3 separate regions of the Sus scrofa genome follow, and regions 1 and 3 are each linked to region 2. The links are chromatin contacts, called in public Hi-C and HiChIP or PLAC-seq maps. All regions are on one chromosome and are shown on one strand. The core of a region is the stretch at or near the end of the contact, and the rest is flanking DNA. Distances in the headings are between cores, read along the strand shown.

What was found. A called contact is a pair of places that touch in the nucleus more often than the background predicts. HiChIP or PLAC-seq counts read pairs in DNA pulled down with a chosen protein or histone mark.
Region 1: a contact with region 2 is called in an H3K27ac HiChIP or PLAC-seq map of alveolar macrophages. The contact joins the promoter of KDM3B here to the promoter of CDC23 in region 2. A contact is called at or near these places in 2 of 5 promoter capture datasets (fetal liver and fetal skeletal muscle), 3 of 47 Hi-C or Micro-C datasets (heart right ventricle, retroperitoneal adipose tissue and skeletal muscle) and 2 of 2 datasets of contacts at active chromatin or transcription factors (alveolar macrophages and skeletal muscle).
Region 3: a contact with region 2 is called in a Hi-C map of alveolar macrophages, with 1.6 times the contacts expected there. The contact joins the promoter of CDC25C here to the promoter of CDC23 in region 2. A contact is called at or near these places in 2 of 47 Hi-C or Micro-C datasets (alveolar macrophages and blood) and 2 of 2 datasets of contacts at active chromatin or transcription factors (alveolar macrophages and skeletal muscle).

What each region holds. Positions count from the first base shown.
Region 1 is chr2:140,344,024-140,348,122 of Sscrofa11.1, forward strand. It overlaps KDM3B (lysine-specific demethylase 3B), which reads left to right and starts at 2,122. Exons shown (of 26, transcript XM_003480917.4): 1 at 2,122-2,304; 2 at 2,307-2,417. The coding sequence starts at 2,200.
Region 2 is chr2:140,228,093-140,232,409 of Sscrofa11.1, forward strand. It overlaps CDC23 (cell division cycle 23), which reads right to left and starts at 2,683. Exons shown (of 16, transcript NM_001267826.1): 1 at 2,519-2,683; 2 at 2,359-2,431; 3 at 358-495. The coding sequence starts at 2,670.
Region 3 is chr2:140,321,941-140,326,187 of Sscrofa11.1, forward strand. CDC25C (cell division cycle 25C) reads right to left here and starts at 1,756. Exons shown (of 15, transcript NM_001123095.1): 1 at 1,584-1,756; 2 at 105-199. The coding sequence starts at 1,756. LOC100515533 (oocyte-specific histone RNA stem-loop-binding protein 2) reads left to right here and starts at 2,614. Exons shown (of 8, transcript XM_021084840.1): 1 at 2,614-2,754; 2 at 2,855-2,898. The coding sequence starts at 2,855.

The DNA.
Region 1 (4,099 bases), core at 872-3,371, 120 kb after region 2:
CTCCGACCCAGTTTCCTGCTTCAAATTGGTGGCACTCATCATTGAATACCAATGAAGTGTGCAAGAGAACAGGATTGGCTTCACTACCTGGAGCAGGAAACTTTGAGGGGATGAAAATACACTCTAAAAAGAGTGGGAGTTGTCACCTGCCCTGGAAACAAAAGAAGGGCTTTTAGGGGGTAGGCAATGCCATGTGGTTAAAAAATCTCAGAATTACAGGTTTCTTCTTTAAAACTGCTGTTTTGTTTCATCTACTGTTTGAATAGGGGTAAAGCCAGAACTCTAAAATTGCTTCCCTTCGCTTTTTTTTTTTTCTGTTGCAATTTTTTGTTGGTTTTTTCTACTGTTTATTTTCTGCGAAGGCAAGTGTGATTTCCTTTTCCACTCATGAAGCCTAGGAAAGACTCTAAACTCCATGAAAGCAAAGGTTTTCAGTGTTGTGTCCCAACACTTGGAAAAATTACTGGCCTACGAAAAGAGCTGAAATTCTTATCTTTGCTGTCCCCATCCCTGAGCTTAGGCACATTTCTGTGTCTGTTGCTATGAGAAGCCAGCTTTGGACACTGGACAGTCATTAGAGCTCCATAATGGGAGAAAATCCCAGCAGTGAATTTTGAAGGAAAAGCTGCATGGCAGCTAGGTTCTGTATGGATTCACCCTTATTCCCTGCCTACCAACTACAGTTTGTGGGCCATGTGCTTTAAGAGGTGTTTCTTGACCCAGAAAAGCATTAGGCCTCAGGTTGGCTATGGGAGATGGAAATTACAAGGGAAAAAGTCCAAGGAAATGTTTCCTTGGTGCTCCACAGGGTTCTAGAATGACTTCTCTGGATGTTGCACTTTTGCAACAATCGGTTCCTCCCTCTTGGCTCCAACCTTTGCTGCAAGCCAAGTAGGTCAAGGGTAAAAGGGTTATTGACAGATTTCTGGATAGGCACATAAGTCTTGAAGAAAGAACTCTTACTGCTCTTATCTGTCTATAGGTCAGATCCATGAAAGATTTCTCGGGCACTTTTAGGACAGTAATCATGGATTAATACTAGACTTTTTTCTGGTTTATATCTGCTTCTGGTTTATATCTATATATACTCGACATCCATAAGACCATGGAACTTGGGCCAGTCTCTTAACAGGACCAATGTTAATGACTGAGATTTCCCACTGCCTGTTGTGAATATAAATCTAGGGGGAAAACACATACTCCCCCTCTCCACAGCCCCTTTTCTAACAGGAGTATCAGTTTCCCATGCCTGTAAATTCAGATAGGAGCATTTTTCTATGACTCCAGTCCCACTTGTTTGCTAAGGTGAGGTACTACTGGACAAGAAAAAAGAACCTCTATTTCAGGTCTCTGTCCAATTCCCCTAAAAGTTGAATTGAGAAGCCCCTGAACTTCTTATTGGCTGATTTGGAAGGGGAAGAAGACCCCTGGGGGTATGTCAAAACACTAAGATGTTGGAAGGACATTGGCCTTCAGCCAGTGTATGTGGCATTATCATATACAATGGATGTAACACATGGGTCAATTGGAGAGGAATCTATGAAGCATAGGTAGTACAGAATGGGCTGGTGCCATGTTATTGGCCCATGAGAAGAATGTGTCTCATGGATCAATGGGAAGAATGTTTCCTAAAAGATAATGACAGGGAAGGTAGTGCATGTTTTTAGGGTGGGAAATGAATAAGGTATTGGGGGCACTACTTAGCTCAAAATATCAACTCTCTAAGCACCCTGCCCCTCAGCCCCCCTACCCCAGTAAGTCTTTGGTGTCCAGGGAGGGTAAGCTAAGGCCTCCTCAGCTTAGGGACCCCCTGAAGACAGAGTGGCACCAGGATGGTTCCCTGAGGGACTGAAGGACCCGCCCACTTCCCCCACCCCAGCCGAAACTGCAATTCCCCTCCCTGCCGCAGGGGGCACTGCAGGCCCCGGGGAGGTTGGGGCGGAGCGCTGCGAGGGGCCCGGAGCTGCCGCCCCGCTCCGGAGCGCGGGGGGCGCTGTGCGGGGCCCGGCCTGCGGCTCCGCTCCCGGCCACGGGGGGCGCTGCGCGGCGCCGGTGGTTGGTGGTGGCTGTTGGGGGGGGTTGGGGGGGGAGCCGCGGCCGCGGGTGGTGCGGAGGGAGGCCTTGCGGGCGGATCGGGAGCTAGGCGGCGGAGGTGGTGGGAGGCGGCGGGAGGGAGTGCGGGTCTGGCGGGCCCTGGCGATGGCGGACGCGGCGGCCTCTCCGGTGGGCAAGCGGCTGCTGCTCCTGTTCGCGGACACCGCGGCCTCGTCCTCGGCCTCAGTCCCCGCGGCGGCGGCGGCGGCGGCGGCGCGGCGGCAGCGGCGGCAGGCGGAGATCCAGGGCCTGCGCTGCGCACTCGGGCCTGGCGGGCCGGCACGGTGCGGGCCATGAGCGGGGCGGTGCCCCAGGATCTAGCGGTGAGTGGCGGTCGAGGCGGGCACTCGAGGCCGGGGCTGCACGGCCTGCGGGCGGCCTCCCCGGGGGCCTTTGTGAGGGGGCGGTGGGGTGGGGGTGACCCAGTTCCGCGCCCCCGGATCTCCTCAGCGCCCCCCGCCGGCTCCTCAGCGCCCCGAGCTGTGGCCAGCATGGCTTCCGCGTCGGGGTGCGCGCCCCGGTTTACCCCGGGGGGGGCGGCCAGGGCGCTAGGAGCTGCAGCCTCCACCCGGCAGGCCCCGCCTCCTGAGCGACCCCTTTCGCAGCTCCCCCACCACCACGCCTTCGGAGCAGGCTCCCGCACCCTGGGCTCCAGGGCCCCTCAGAGTTGGGCTGGTGCAGCCGCTGCCTCCTGGAAGACCTCTCTTCCCCAGCCTCTCCCGAGAGACCTGCGCCCTGCTCCCTTCTTCTCGGAGCCCCTAGTGGGGCGGGAATGTGGGCAATTGTGGGAGGCACGGAGGCTGCAGTTGGAGCTACTCGGGGCTTTTTTATCTGGCAGTTACTTCCTCCTTGTCTGAGCCGGGCTCGGCCTGGCGGTCTCCAGAAAAGCCAGCTCTTGGAGACTCGCTTTGGGCTCCTCTCTCTCTGCGCTTCTGGGTGACAGGAGCTGCCGTTGTGGCTGTTTTCGATAAGTTTGAGATCTGTCCTAGCAGCCAAATAGGGCTGTTGGGTGGTGCTTTTTTGCTCCTAGCTAGGCTACTCCCCCAAACCTTGGGTGAGGTTTTGTTTTGAAACTTTGTATTGAGGCTTGGCCGCTTTTGAATACTTGCCGTGGTGTATTTTGTGATTAAAGTTGTTCAGTAATAGAACTTAACTAGCATTCGGGACCATGATGTGTTATTTTTGTTAATGTGGCAGCAAAATATTGCCTTTGAGCTTTGGCAAGCCTCTTTAGTTCCTCATTCTGATAGCGGCCCTAGCTTCTCTGTTGAGATAAGACTGGAAAAATAGGGGGCTTCTTTTGGATTGTGGTAGATCCGCAGTCACAAGAAAGATTTTCACGATGAACTTCCTTCTGCAGATACTTTATTCACTGTGAAGGGGAACGCGATTTTAAGATTTGATATTAACGTTGCAGGTTTCTAATAATCATTTTTCTACCTATTGATCAGTAGTGTTAAGCTTATTATTGTTTTTTTTTTCTGATATGCAAGCTTTATGGATTGTTTTGCTTTTGGCTGGCTTAGGCTTCTACTAAGTTCGTTTACTTTGATCTGTCTCCAAGCTCTATAAAGAAAAAGGCTGCTTGAACATTTATTTAGAAGGCTTCAATGGGGCGAATTTGTAAAGAGATAGCAGGAATATAACAGGGGTAAGGATGATGATTAAGAAGGGATTTGGGTTTAAATTCCTTTGCGCTTTCTTTAGAAGATTGCTTTTAAGGTTGAGACAGAAGAGAGGTGTTCCTCTCAGATCCAGTAATTTACCCCCTAAGTGCACTAAACATCCACCATTATATGCATATTTTGACCGAAGCCCTAGTCTGTGCCAGAGTTTCGGTTGGAGTTTTATTCTCTAGTTGTTTCCTCCATCAAATGAATTGGTAATGAGTTCTGCACCTGAAATGGCTACCCATGCACTTTGTTTGCTGGGCTCCCTAAGGACAGAGGTTTTTGAAGCTCGCTGAGATGCTGGACAACTATTAAGCTAAATACTGAGTAATTTC
Region 2 (4,317 bases), core at 1,433-3,932:
AGAGTGTAGCTAAAAAAGAAAAAAAAAAGAATTATTTGGTCATGGTATTTCAAATTAACATAATCTGCCAAAATTGACTTCTAAAATGGCTGTATGAACTTCTATTCCTGAAACAGAGGGTCTTTTGCCCCACAACTCTGTCAATAAAGAATATCCTCATTATTTTTATATTTTTTCATACCATCATTGTTTTTTTACTTTTCTTATGATATTTTCTTTATTATTGTTAAATATTTATAAAGTACCTTCACCAAGTAGACTACTGCTAAGCTATTTAAAAGATTAAACATTTTCCACTCAGGTAACAAATGTGAATGCTTCCCTAATAACAGAATGACATCTTAAAACGGCCCTCACCAGGTATCTAGAATACATGTACAGGAAATAGGCTTTCTTGCTATTGCAGCCATGTAGGAAATGTGCTGCCCGATCATATTCTTTAACATCAAAGTAGGCCTTGGCTAGAGTGTAAGCATCCATATCCTGGGCATCCTCCTAAAAAAGAGACAAGTTTATGTAATTGGTTGAGAACAGGACAACAAAAGTTCAATTCCAAGAAGCATATTCATTAATTTCAAGATGTAAGAAAAAATTATTTTCTTCCTTCCCAAAACCTGATATTATTTATTTATTTATCAAGTAAGGTCACAGAAATTTTTTTTCTTTCAAAATAAAAAGTGGGCGAGTTCCCATTGTGCCTCAGTGGTTAAAGAATCCGACTAGGAACCATGAGGTTGCAGGTTCGATCCCTGGCCTTGCTCAGTGAGCTAAGGATCTGGCGTTGCCCTGAGCTGTGGTGTAGGTCGCAGACGTAGCTCAGATCCCGAGTTGCTGTGGCTGTGATGTAGGCCAGCAGCTACAGCTCCAATTCGACCCCTAGCCTGGGAACCTCCATATGCCGCGGGAGCGGCCCAAAGAAATAGCAAAAAGACAAAAAATAAATAAATAATATATAAATAAAATAAAAATAAAAAGTGTGGGGGGGACTTCCTGTTGCAGCTCAGCAGGTTAAGAACCTAACTAGAATCCATGAGGATGTGGATTTGATCCCTGGCCTTGCCCAGTGGGTTAAGGATCCAACATTGCCACAAGCTGCTCTGTAGTTTGCAGAAGTGGCTCAGATCTGGTGTTGCTGTGGCTGGAGTGTAGGCCTGCGGCTGCAGCTCAGATTCCACCCCTAGCCCAGGAACTTAAATATGCTGCAGGTGCAGCCATAAAAGGGGGAAAAAAAAAGACATAGTAGAGAAGTTAAGTTAAACTTAACTTCACAGAGTATTCACTTGTCTGTAAAATGAGCAAGTAATACAGATTTGATATGAGGAAAAAGTGAAAACGTCATGAAAAATGTCAAGCATTAATACTGGCATTCCCTTCCTTCTCTAGGCTTTTAAATTTCCACAAAAATACAATATATTGTGCAGTTACTTATAATTTTTGTACTTGGATAAAGTTTTAACATGTTAGTATTGCAAAAGCAAATTCTCTATTTAAAAAAAAAATGAAATGATGCACATTTAAGGTAAAAACATACAATCCCCATGAATTCTAGGGATAAGCTGATCAAAATTTTAATAATTTCATTCTCCTCATCCTCCTTGCGCATGTATTACCAGCATGAAACTGGAACCAAAATGTATCCAATGTTTTTGTCACTGGATGATCATGTGTCCTAAATATGGCCATTTCAGCTTAGGATTCTAGTGGCCCTTTTCACACCTATTCATCATTTGCTTATTTCTTCTCCTGCCCCTCTGACCTCCAAATACCTTTTGGATTAAATATTTCTTGTTTTTACGTGTAAAGGGTGTGTCAAAAAAACGGCAGCTTCAGGAAAAACAAAATGGATTATGATGAAAATCTTTCAGACTATTGAGACTATGTAAACGTATGCTGTATATAGTACCTAAAATGTATTCCTCATTTAAATCTCTCAATATCCCTGTAAAGTAAATACTATTATCTGCATTTCACAGATAAGGTATCTTTGTCTCAGGAGGTTAGTAAGTTGTCAAAAGTTACTACTATGGCTGATATTTGAACCTAGAGCTGTCTGAATCCAAAGCTGGTTTCGCACTGTTGTAAAAACCTCTGATTCTTCTCCTTGTTGGGCTCTGAAACCTAAAAGGCTGGAATCTTAAGCAAGGATTGTTTACTAACTCTCTCCAGCTTAACTAAGGACACTACTAAGTCTTTAAAGCTTAGCTAAAACATTTAGATAAAATAGCTTAAAACACTTAGCTCTTTAAAAGCTTGAATTCCCTCTACCCAACATTCCTGCCAGGCAGTATGTTCCCAACTGGTGACAAGGCACTCAGGATCTCTTCTGATGATGGGGAGGACCCGCTAAGATGTCCTTACCTCTGTAATAGGCGGCGGCGGCTGCAGCTCGGACAGAGGCAACGCTGGAAGGGAGAAGGCCAACTCCGCTGACCTGGAACATCCAACCAAATTGAATCAGCTCGAGCTCCCCAAGGCCAAGGATGCCAAGCCCGGTCCTCCCCGGACCCCGACCTCTCACCATTTGCTACTGTGCAGTAGGCCCCGCTCGCGGGTAAGGCCCGCGATAAGTAGCAGCTGCTTTTTAATTTCTCGCAAATTTGAGAAATCGCCACTCGATGACAGGACCGGCATTACAGCAGTCACTGGGACTACAGAGGGGCTCGCAGCCATTTTTGGGTTTCAGCCACTCCAGCCAATCACCAGCGACAATACTAGCTGCCCCGGTTCACCAAAAAGTCCGCACGTTATTGGCGAACTCTGGCTCCGGAGAGACCAATCACAAGTCGCCCTCCTCCTAGCCTCTCTAAGAGGCCTGGAGAGATGAGACAAATTTATTCTCCGATTGGCCAAGAACTTCTAGGGCGGGAAAGTCAGATCAAGAAAGAGGGGTGAAAGCCAGGATTTCTAGGCGGGGCAGAAAGGAATGAGTGACTAGGAAAAGTGGACTGGGAAGCGCGGTTTGGGAGTAGGGGCCAAGAAAGTGCAGAAAGGACAGAGCCCTGCACCTTAAGAGTGACGTGACTGAACGAAAGATGGAATGTACTTAGTGGGCATGCAAAGTGATGTATGTATCTAGCAAAGATAACTGGTAGCCTACAGATTTTTCCTTAAGGAAGTAGGCCGCAGGTGGAGACTTCTTCCTCTTTATCCACCCTCTTCCTTAACCCAGAAGTGGGGAAGATAACTAACATGTATTGAGGGTTTACCTTGTGACAGGTTCTGTACTTCTACAAAATCTGGTTTGACCATTAAAACAGACTTATGATATTGTATCATCCCAATTGTTTGTTTTTTGGGGTTTTTTGTTTTGGTTTGGTTTTCGGTTTGGGTTTTTTGTTTTGTTTTTGTTTTGTTTTGTTTTGTTTGGCTTTTTAGGGCCGCACTCGCTGCATATGGAGGTTCCCAGGCTAGGGGTAGAATTGGAGCTGCAGCTGCCAGCCTACATCACAGTCCCAGCAACGCCAGATCCGAGCCACCTCTGCAATCTACACCACAGCTCAGGGAAGGCATCACCGGATCCTTAACCCACTGAGCGAGGCCAGGGAGCGAACACACAACCTCATAGTTCCTATTCGGATTCGTTTCCACTGTGCCACGACGGGTACTCCCGCAATTTTACAGATGAAAGAATTGAAAGTTTAGAGAGTTCAGATCATTTTCCCAAGGAGAGCATCTAGATTATAACCCAGCTCTGACTCAAAAACCCATGGTTCTTAAACATTACATAAACATTTTTAATCTTGTGTTGTTTTTCACCCTTTCATAGTATCCCTGGGAACGTTTTAAGCCACTTTTGTCATTCTTTGGGTGTTAAATAGAAGTGATTTTAGGTAAAGAATGTTGTTTAGATTAACATCTATTATTAAAGATTGTTTCATAAAGTCAACTTTATTGCACCATACTATGCAGTATATGAAGGCAAAATACTAATTTTTTTCCTGTTTCACAAGTGATACACATTTTATATTTGTTTTAAACTTATAATTTAAAGGGGGTAGGATAAATTAGGAGTTTGGGGTTAACATACACACATTGCTATATATCAAATTGCTAACTGGAGTTCCCAAGTGGCCTGTTGGTTAAGGATCCTGCATTGTCATTCCTGTGGCATGAGTTGGATCCCTGGTCTGAGAATTTGGCATCCTTGGCATGCTGCAGGTGCAGCCAAAAATAAAATAATCAACAAGGACATACTGTACAGCACAGGGAACTCTACTCAATATTCTGTAATAATCTACATGGGGAAAGAATCTGAAAAAGAATAAATGTTGTATATGTATAACTTTGCTGTTTACCTGAAACTACCACAACATTGTA
Region 3 (4,247 bases), core at 506-3,005, 93 kb after region 2:
TCTCTTATCTACTCTTAGCACCTTCTGTCTCTATTCTACTACCCACTCCTCTCCCCTAACAATAATTCCTTCCCTTAAGGCCTTTACCTCCCCCTTTTCCCTACCAGTTTCATCGAGGTCTGCAGAAGTGGTAAACTGAGTGGCAGACATCTCCCCGCTGCTAAGATTCGAAAGATCAAGGCAACGTTTTGGGGTTCCTCTGTTGAGACATAATAGTACATCAAGATTCCCATTAGGGTGTAAAATGCTTAAAAGGCAAAGATGACTTATTCTCTTCATTTGAAACATGCTTCAATTACTATCACATAATCTGAATAGTGTCCAAATAAATCTAATTGCTTTTTGGAAATATTTCAGATTAGGCTGAGAAAAATCTCTTTTTTACTCCAATAATCTGCATCTCATTTTCTCCTCACCAACATATTGAGACAAGGTAATTTTATTTTATTTCATTTATTTTGGCTTTTTTGGGCCACACCTGCAGCATATGGATGTTTCCAGGCTAGACATCGAATTGGAGCTACAGCTGCTGGCCTACACCACAGCCAGAGCAACTGGGGATCTGAGCCCTGCCTGCAACCTGCCACCACAACTCAGGGCAACGCCAGATCCTTAACCCCGTGAGCAAGGTTAGGGATTGAACCCACATCCTTGCGGATACCAGTCAGGTTGGTAACCTGCTGAGCCACAACGGGAACTCCTGAAATAAACAAAATAATTTTAAGGAAGTGGCTGAGGTGGGGCTTGACCCCACATCTTTTGCCCTATGCATGATGATTTCTCCCTGGAATCTCCAGTGTTTCTCTGGTCTATGATTCTCCAACTTTGTTGGTTAGCTAAGGCATCAGGGCATGGCATGAACAGAATTTAAAGTACAATAACAACATTAGTACTAGTACTAATACACTGACAATGCACATAACACAAAAGAATTTTCAAAGATTTTGGAGCTCCCTGGTGGCTTACTAGGTTAAAGACCCAGCCTTGTCACTGCTGTGCCAGTGTTGGATTCCTGCCCTGGGAACTTCCGCACACCTTGGGGAGCACCAAGCGGGGGAAAAAAAAAAAAAAAAAAAAAAAAAAGATTTTCCCAGACACCACATCATTTGATTCTCACAAGATCCTAGTAAGACAAAAAGAGCTGACTACTATGCCTACATCACAGAAAAGAAGCCTGAAACTCAAAAGGGTCACATGGTTAGTCAAGGGCAGAGCTAAGACGCAAACCCTGATCTTTAAGCCAGGATAATTTTGTAAAGCCCCAAAACTGTTCAGAAGATCTAAGCAGATAAGGTTTGAAAAGAGGAGTTCCCCCTGGCCCAGCAGAAACGAATCCGAGTAGGAACCATGGGGTTGCGGATGGATCCCTGCCCTTGCTCAGTGGGTTAACGATCCGGCATTGCCGAGAGCTGTGGTGTAGGTCGCAGACGCGGCTCGGATCTGGCGTTGTTGTGGCTCTGGTGTAGGCTGGCAGCTACAGCTCCGATTCTACTCCTAGCCTGGGACCCTCCATATGCCACAGGTGCGGCCCTAAAAGGACAAAAAGAGACCAAAAAAAGTGTAAAAAGAAAAAATGGATTTACCCGGATAAAATGCTGAGGTTTGCAGAATCGCCAAAAAGTTTCTTCTTCAGTGGAGTTCCAGGGCGATCAGAACTCATGGAAAAGGAAGTCTCTCTCTCCAGGAGCAGGTTTAGTATCTTCCTATGATTGGACCTAAAACTGGGTCCTGAGCCAGGTCTTCCCCCCTCAGCCATGTTCTCCGAGGTCTCCCTAAAAGAAAAGAAAGCCTAGCAAGAGAGGGAGCGGTCACGGACACGGGTGCACCCCAGTGGTCTAGCTTTCCCGCCCTGCTCCACCCTTCCCAGCAGCGACCGAGGGGACAGCGCTGGAGGCGGCGCACTCCTCAGCGGGGAACCCAGGTTGGCTCTGAGCTTAAACAGCACTTGTCCCCAGCGGCTCGGTCTTTGCAGCGGAACCTGAACTTACCGAAAGGCAGCCTCAGGGCCTTAAAGAAGTTAAAGAGAAAAGGACTTGGCCTTGTTAAGAGGCACACAGCTTAGGATTCCTGACTGGAACTCCGGTCTCCTAACTCGCGATACTGCCTGTCCGGTCTCCCTAAAGTCCGTTCGCGGGCGGGCGATTCCCTGGAGGCGCCGGCTCCGGGCTTACCTCAGGGAGGAGTCTGCGACGTGCCTTCGGGAGGAAGAGAAGTAGGTAGGGGTCAGACACAAACGAAGACTCCAGCAGAATTAAAGGAACTCTGGGGAAAGGACGAGATTTAACCAGATGACGGTTCTCCCCCTCGACCAGAGAGGCCGCGGTCGGGCTTCGCCGCCCCTCAGAGCAGACGGTGGAAATTACAGCCTCAGAGTAAAATCAACAGCCACAACCCTTAGCCATTCAAACCTTCCGCCCTCCCTCGAAGCTGCGTCAGCCAATCTCGACGCGCGCAGACTGCCCTCGGCCATTCGTTCGCCTCGACTATCACCCGGGCGAGTAAGCAGTTCTAGAAGGAGCGAGATTTGCCCCGCCCCACAGGCAGAGCCGGCTGCCGATTGGCCTAACAGCTTTCGGCCAGCCCCTAGTTAAGGCCCGCCCCACAGGGAGCTTGGAGGCTCATTGGCTCGCTCCCTGGCCAATCACCATACGCTTTCCGATTTCTCCCTTCCCTCAGCAGTGCCAACCCCGGGACGTTTAAATTGCACCTTGCTAGCGACTACCGCGCCTTAGAATAATACCTGGAGAAATTAATGTAGGTGGGAGGGTGTTTCAAACGTTTCTTTTTTTTCCTTGCTTCATTTTCGTGTCGTTAAGTAGACCTTTCCCTCTAATTTGCCGTTCTTCCCCTACAGATGGAATATTTGCCACCGGTGTGGCAAATGTTGAGGCAAGACAGGTGTGTGGTTATGATGTGCCATTCGCTCTTCCAAGAGCTTTTCTTGGTCACTGTCCCTTTAAAGCGTTCAGCATCTGAGACGCTACGGTGTGTGTGGTAAAGGAAATTCCTTTTCAAGGAAAGTAGGAGAGCTGAATAATCTCTTGGCATAATCTTTATCACAGTCCAAAGAATATCAAACTTTGATTGTCTGTGAAAATTTAAATATTGACTAGGTGATAGTAGTAATTTATCCTTTTTTTTTTTTTTTTTTCTTTTTAGGGCCGCATCCGCGGCTTATGGAAGTTCCCACGCTAGGGGTCAAATTGGTGCTACAGCTGCCACCCTATACCACAGCCACAGCAACGCCAGATTCGAGCCATGTCTGCGACTTACAACCCAACTCAGGGCAACGCAGGATACTTAACTCCAGCCTGCCTCCTCATGGATTGACAGTCAGGTCTGCTTCCATTGGGCCACAACGGGAACTCCCATAGTAATAATTTATTCTTAATCTTGGGGATTTGCTTTAAATAATCCTGTGGAAATGGCAGTGAATATAGGTAAGACTGGCCATGAATATTGGGTGACGGGTTAACTAGGGGTCCATGACATCATTGCTTTCAAAGTTTAAACTGTATACTAATCACCTGGGGATCTTGTTAAAAGTGCAGATTCTGATTCAGTAAATCTGGATTGGGGCCCAAGATTCTGCACTTCTAACAAGCTCCCAGATGATGCTAATGCAGCTGGTCCTGGGAACATACTTTGAGTAGCAGAGGATTATCCTGTTTTCCTTGGATATTTGAAATTTTCCGTAATAAGAAATGTTTAAAATAACCTCAGAAGCTCTTTTACTCTATTTTATTTATTTTTGTCTTTTTGCCTTTTCTAGGGCTGCTCTTGTGGCATATGGAGGTTCCCAGGCTAGGAGTCTAATCGGAGCTGTAGTTGCCAGCCTATGCCACAGCCACGCAGGATCCGAGCCATGTCTGCAACCAGCACCACAGCTCGAGGCAACGCCGGATCTTTAACCCAGTGAGCATGGCCAGGGATCGAACTGGAAACCTCATGGTTCCTAGCCAGATTCGTTAACCACTGACCACAACGGGAACTCCAGAAGCTCTTTTAAATACAGGCTCCCAAAACAATTTAATAGGCCTAGAGTAGGGCCCAGGAATTATCAGGGCCCCCAGGTGCTAACCATGCATAGCTTATAGATCACACTATGAGAAACAAATCAGAAATACAACCTTTATCTTTGAAAGACAGTAAGTCAGAAATACAACCTTTAGCTGGTGTCAGAATCTTAGTGGCTGAGAAGTATAGTATAATTAGTCTAGTTTTCTATACTCTTTTCTTTTTCTTTT